2 separate regions of the Ovis aries genome follow, and region 1 is linked to region 2. The links are chromatin contacts, called in public Hi-C maps. All regions are on one chromosome and are shown on one strand. Each heading gives the region's core, a stretch centred on a gene start, on an enhancer-like site or on the middle of the called end of the contact. The rest is flanking DNA. Distances are from core to core; before and after follow the strand shown.

What was found. Hi-C and Micro-C count contacts between places; a contact is called where the count stands out from the background.
Region 1: a contact with region 2 is called in a Hi-C map of hypothalamus, with 2.1 times the contacts expected there. The contact joins the promoter of MRGBP here to the promoter of BHLHE23 in region 2. A contact is called at or near these places in 4 of 16 Hi-C or Micro-C datasets (blood, hypothalamus, muscle and 1 more).

The regions. Positions count from the first base shown.
Region 1 is chr13:54,283,127-54,286,211 of ARS-UI_Ramb_v3.0, reverse strand. MRGBP (MRG domain binding protein) reads left to right here and starts at 1,705. Exons shown (of 5, transcript XM_027976970.3): 1 at 1,705-2,006; 2 at 2,500-2,621. The coding sequence starts at 1,859.
Region 2 is chr13:54,125,037-54,127,976 of ARS-UI_Ramb_v3.0, reverse strand. BHLHE23 (basic helix-loop-helix family member e23) reads right to left here and starts at 1,658. Exons shown (of 1, transcript XM_012189425.4): 1 at 1-1,658. The coding sequence starts at 1,497. The coding sequence ends at 829.

The DNA.
Region 1 (3,085 bases), core at 456-2,955, 160 kb before region 2:
CAGTTGTACTCATGTCTGTGGGACACAAAGAAATGAGCCAAATCACTGGGATTAGGCAAAGTCCTGGCAGCTGAGCATGGCATTTAGCTCCACCCTGACACTGGGCACAGAGGTCGGCTTAATACTCATGGGTAGAGACAGTCCCACACAAACCTGGTGAAGCAGACAAATGGGCAGTACCCAGGAGGCTTCATGTAAGAAAGATGTGGAGAAGGCAGTTTCCTTTTGCCCAGATCATCCAACCTGTCTTTCTGCATCGAGTCTGACTGAAGATACACATTCTAGGATCTGCCTGGAATGAAAGGAACCGGGTGTCTGTGGACCACAGCTGCTGGCTGAACACAGCTCAGCTACAGTGGCCACCAGAGAGAACGAAAACACAGCCCAGCACCCAGGTGACCCCAGGCAGGAGGAAGAGATTGCATGAGAGGCACAGATGGGCTGAGGCTGTCTTGTGGGCATCAGGGGTAGCTTCCTAGAGGAGGAGGCTCTCCAGATTGAAGAAGGCAGGAATTGGGTGGGGATAGAATGAGCAGAAGGTGGACCTGGTGGAGGAGCAGGGACCCTGAAGTGTCTGGGAAGTGTAGGGAGATTAATGATGAGGGCCACTGTCTGTTAGTGCTTTCTGTGTGACAGAGCCCGAGTGAAGTGGCTTTGGGCTGTGCTCCATTCCACCTCACAGCAAGCCCTGAGGGGAGCCCCACTTGTGGGTCAGAGAGAGGAAAGAAGCACAGGCCCAGCAAAGTCACAATGTCCCTCCACATCGTGGCTCCAGGACAGCCGGTGGCACTGGGTCACTGAAATCCTCCCTGGGCCACATGTCCCCACTCTGTGGGGACTGGCATCACCAGCAGCGCTCTTCACACAAGGGAGGACAAGACTGAGTCCCCACTGTTCCGGGGGTGAGGCTGGCCAGAGCGGTTCCGAATGCCGGCTAAGAAGCGCGAGCGTGTGCCCAGGGCACCCCAGGATAAGGCGCCGCCGTTAGTTGCACTGCAAGGAGGACACCTGCGGCCTGGAGAGGCTCAGCGTTTTGCCTGGCTCACACGGCTGGCAAGCCGCAGAGCCAGAAAGGGACCCGGAAGGCCGACCCTATGTCTACACCCAGGGGGAGACGAAGAGCAAGAGCGCTCCTCGCCTTGGGTAACCGCCCGGAGCACCGCGTGGGCGTGGCCTGACGGAGAAGGGCCGGGGAGAAGCCCTCGGGGGCGGGGATGGGGCGGGGCGGGGCGGGGAGGAGCCGGCGGTCTTGATTGGGCGCAGCTTTGAGCTTGTCACCTGACTGCCCAGGCCGGCCGCCCCATTGGCCCCGCCCCTCCCGACCAGGGTTAACCCCCAGGGCCCAATGCTGGTCACCCTGGAGGCCCCAGGCGGGAAGGCTGTACCCCGACGTCCCTGCCCCGGTGTGCAGGAGCCTCTCTGTGCAGCGCTCAGGCCAAGGGTCAGCTGGAGGCAGTGGAAGCCCTTGGAGCCCCCACTCGCAGGAACTGTAGGTCGCCTGTTCTTTTTCTTCTTTGCTTCTTACTGAGGTGCAGCTTGCAATCCCGCCATCGTAAGCGCAGAGTTCAGCGGGGTTTACCCCGAGCTGTGCAGCTACGGGCACAATCTAATTTAGGGCATTTCCATCCATCTACGCAAACCCACTCCTTCGCCTGATCCGCCTGCTCTGCCGGCGCTGCGCCGCGAGACCGTGCCGCCTGGGGGCGCGGCGACCCAGCGCTCAGCTGCGCCTGCGCCTGCGCCGCGGGAGAGTCCGAGAGCGAGCCCGTCGAGCGCGCGCCCACGCCGCGAGTGCGCCTGCGCGGAGCTCGTGGCCGTGCCCGCTCCCGCCCGGGGCTCGTCGCTGGGCGGCGGGGCCATGGGGGAGGCCGAGGTGGGCGGCGGCGGCGCGGCCGGCGACAAGGGCCCTGGGGAGGCTGCCACCAGCCCGGCCGAGGAGACGGTGGTGTGGAGCCCCGAGGTGGAGGTGTGCCTCTTCCACGCCATGCTGGGCCACAAGCCCGTCGGTGAGCAGAGCGCCGCGCCGGGGCGGCCCACCCGCGTGGGGGCGGGGCGGCCGGCAACGGTCGGGGACGCGCGCTGGGCGGGGCCTCCTGCGCTTGCACCCCGCCGACCGTGCCCTCACCTGCGCACCCTGCCCCCACCTGCGCACCCCATCCATGCTTCCTCCAGCAGTCCCCCACTCCTGCCCACGCTGCCCCCTTCTATACCCTACCCCCACCCGACTCTGCCCCCTTCCTGTGCCCAGCCACCCATCCCGGCTGACTCCAGCCCTCACGTGCACCCCCACCCCTGTGCCCTCGTTACACCTCCGCTGCACACCCCTGCCTTTTCCTCTCCCACCTCTCTCCGCTGCACCTCCTACCTCTTCCACCCTCCACCTTTGCCTCCCTACACCCTTGCAACCACTGCCCGCTCTCTCCCCCTTGCCCCCTACCTCTTCGCTACCCTACCAGCTGGCCTACCCCTCCCCCACAAGCCGACCCCTTCCTTCTGCAGGGGTGAACCGGCACTTCCACATGATCTGTATCCGAGACAAGTTCAGCCAGAACATCGGTCGGCAGGTCCCATCCAAGGTCATCTGGGACCACCTGAGCACCATGTATGACATGCAGGCACTGGTGAGCTGGACCCCCGCAGACAGAGCTGCTGGCAGGGAGCCCCCTCCACACCGCCTACCCTGCCTTTGTCCCCACCCCCCCCACCCCCCACCACCAACCACGTCCTACCTTGACATCCAGGATGTCCCACAGGTGACCAGTTGTTAAACAAGATAGCTCTGGGTAGTTTTATGAAAACACAAGCTTGGTGACAGTAGCTAGTTATTGCACTGAATCTACCTTAGATTTTGGGGGGGAGTCGAGGTTCAGTTAAGATCTTTCCAGGAGATAACTAGGGAGCTGAGGCCTGTGTGGGAGGGGGCTCTTAGGTTGTCAGTCCTGTGGAAAACTCCCGAGTGCTATAAGCAGGGAGGTGACCGGGTCTGAGTCACATTGAGATGAACATGGTGGTTTCTGTGAGAACTAGGCCAACCCTCAGGGAAGACCACCCTCAGGGAACCCCCAGATGCTGGGTCTGAGGGAGA
Region 2 (2,940 bases), core at 409-2,908:
CAGAGGGCGCATCTCAGTCTCCATAAAGCTTCACCAGGGCCGCGCCAGGGCGGTGGTGGCTGGAGAGTCCAGGGGCTGCCTAGGGACAATGGGAAGCAGCCGGCGTCAACGTCGGCTCACCCAGAGGTCAGCATCTCCAGGCAGGCTAGAAAAGAAACGTAACAGACGGGAAAGGCGAAAAGCTACCAATCGGGGTCTTCTTGCGTCCGCGGTCTAGCTTCCTTGCAACCACAGTTGCGGGATCGGGTTGGGGCTCATCCCGCAGTTCCGCTCCTGCGGCACGGGGAGGGTGTCATGGAGCCGGCGGAGGCGGAACACGCCCACCCAGAGCGCGGCCTGGTGGTTGGCAAGACGGCCGACGCAGGCCAAATACGCGCCCTGAGAGGGCCGGGACCCGGGCTACCCTCCTTCCCTGCGCTCTGCGAGCCCATAGGTGGCTCTGGCGAGGATCACCCGCGCGGGGATAGCGCCAACCCCTGTTCCCACTGCAACCCCGGGTTTCTTTTCGAGGCTGAGCGGTGGCACCCAGACAAACACGGTTGGTCAGCCCCGTCCTGTTCAGGATCGATGGCTGGCGACGTCCGGAGAGTGCCCAGGGGCGCTGCAGGCTCTACGACCTGGATTCCAGCACCCCGTTGTCCAGTTCAGTCCCACTCCCGGCTGGGCTTTGCTCTTCTGTTCCGCCGGCCCAACTGCTCAGCGCATAAAGACTGGAAGCGAGGTGCGGCCGTCTTCTCCCCGTGAGCGCAGTCCAGTGGGGGAGGGTGGCAGTCATGGGGGAAAGGTAAAATGAAGGACGCGTGCGGAAGGAGGGACGGCCCAGGGCCCTTAGGGCTTCTCGTTACAGTGTTTGCAAAGCGCCGAGGGCGTCCCGGAGAAGGCGGCGCACTTGTCTGGACAGGGCAGCGCGGCGCTGGCAGAGAAGGGGTACACTGCAGCCTGGCCGAAGGGCGCCAAGGGCGCGGCGGCCACCGGCGCGGCCAAGCCCTGGCCGTGGTTGAGGTAGGCCACGAGGCGCCGCATCTCGTCCAGGGCCTGCGCTTGCATGAGGATGTAATTCTTGGCGAGCAGCAGCGTGGCGATCTTGGAGAGCTTGCGCACCGACGGGCTGTGCGCGTAGGGGATCACCGCGCGCAGACCGTCCAGGGCGTCGTTCAGGTCGTGCATCCGCCGGCGCTCCCGGGCGTTGATGCTCAGCCGCAGCGACCGCTGCTCCCGGGGCCGCCGCCGTCCGTCCGCCGCGCTCCCCGGCCCGCGCCGCCGCCTCCGCCGCTCGAAGGCGTCGTCCTCGTCCCCGCTCTGCTCGCCGCTGCTCTCGGCTGCCGCGGCCGGGGCTCGGGGCGCGGACGCCGCGGGGAGGTCACCTCCCGTGCCCGGCATGCCGTAGCAGCGGGCCGCCTCGGGCCCCCGGGCCGGCCCGTAGGCGAGGCCCGCCGCCGCGTAGCCGTGGCTCAGTTCCAGGTACGCGTCCCCCGACAGCGACTTGAGCTCTGCCATGGCCGCGCCTCTGGGCCCGAGGGCCCGCCGGGCGGGCAGGTGCTCCCACGGCCCAGGCCGTGCCGCCCCAGGGTCCGCGCTCGCGCTGGCCGCTGGCGCCGCCTCGGTCCGGTTCCCGGCTCGCGCGTCCGTCCGGCAGTCAGTCAGTCCCCGAGCCTCCCAGGGCCTCGGCCCCGCCTCCTGGTCGCCTCCCCTCCCCCTTCTCCCCTCCCCCTCCTATTCCGTCTCTTTCTCTCCTACTGCTCCCCACCCCACCCCCACCTCTCGCCGCCGCGCGCTGGGCTGGGCTGGGGAGCGCTTTACCTCCCACTCGCGCCGCCACTCCCCCTTTAAGGTGCGGAGGCGCCCGCTGGGACTTCGCAGCCGTCCAATCAGAGGGGACCTGGTGACCGCCTCTTTCCGGAGCCCGGCCGCTTAGGCGGCGCAGACCGACGGCCAAGGATGGGGGAGCCGCCGGGATGAGGGAGCCGGGGGTCTGGTTGGAGACAGTGGTGGACACGGTGGGGCCTAGGAGCGCTGTTCCCGCTTCTCCGCGCTGCCTCCTGCCGCCCCCGGGGGTGCAGCCGCTGTACCCTCCTGTCCCTCGTGGGCACCCGTCTCAGTCCGACTCCTTCTCTTCTTCTGTGCCATTTGCAGGACCTACGTCCGGCGTCGCGCAGGCAGGGATCAGAGCAGGGAGCGCGCAGAACACCACGGAGATCGACCAGCCGAGTCCGCATCAGGTGCCGGGCGTACGCCTGGGGCGCTCCTCCCGGGTGGGCGTCCGAGTAGCACCGCACAGCCAGGTAACCCGAAGGGCAAACTGGGCGCTCCCAGCGCCCCTTCCAGGGCCTGCTGGCTCTCCAGGACTTCGGTGCTGGATGGGAGTGTTCGAGGAGACAGGCGCAAACACGTGGATCATCCGTCGTGGGAACATCAGAGACCGGCTCTCTGGGCCCCCGGATGAGGGGAGGGAACCTGGGGCTGATGTTTAGGAGAGTAGGTCTCACCTACCTGCGTGTCCGGCTGCGAATGAAGGACCAGGAGGGTCTGGGGGAGGCCTTTTCCAAGGAGCCCCTGCACTGCCTCCTGGTCCGAAGTCTGGAGAGCGAGTGGGGGACGCCCCGCAGCTGGGGTGGGGAAGCACCCTGAGGGGCAGGGCGCATCTAGGCTGTTGGAGCGGCGGCAGAGGGCGGGAGTGGGGGTGGGGGCAGAGGCCCGCGTGGCTGGTCCTGGCGGGGAGTTTGGTCTTTGCTGGGAGGACAGAGGCCACCCAGAAGGAGCTCAGGGAAACGCTTTCTGCAGACCGCGGCACCGCAGCCCTCAGGGGATTTGGGAGGCTTCCTTCTGGGCGTCCCTCCCGGCCTGGTAGAGCTGGTCAGGGTGAAAGGGGTTGTAAGCAGAGGCGGGCCAGCTCCACTGATGCCCCCGGGCCCATGCGAGTGCTGGGGTCTGATGGGAGCT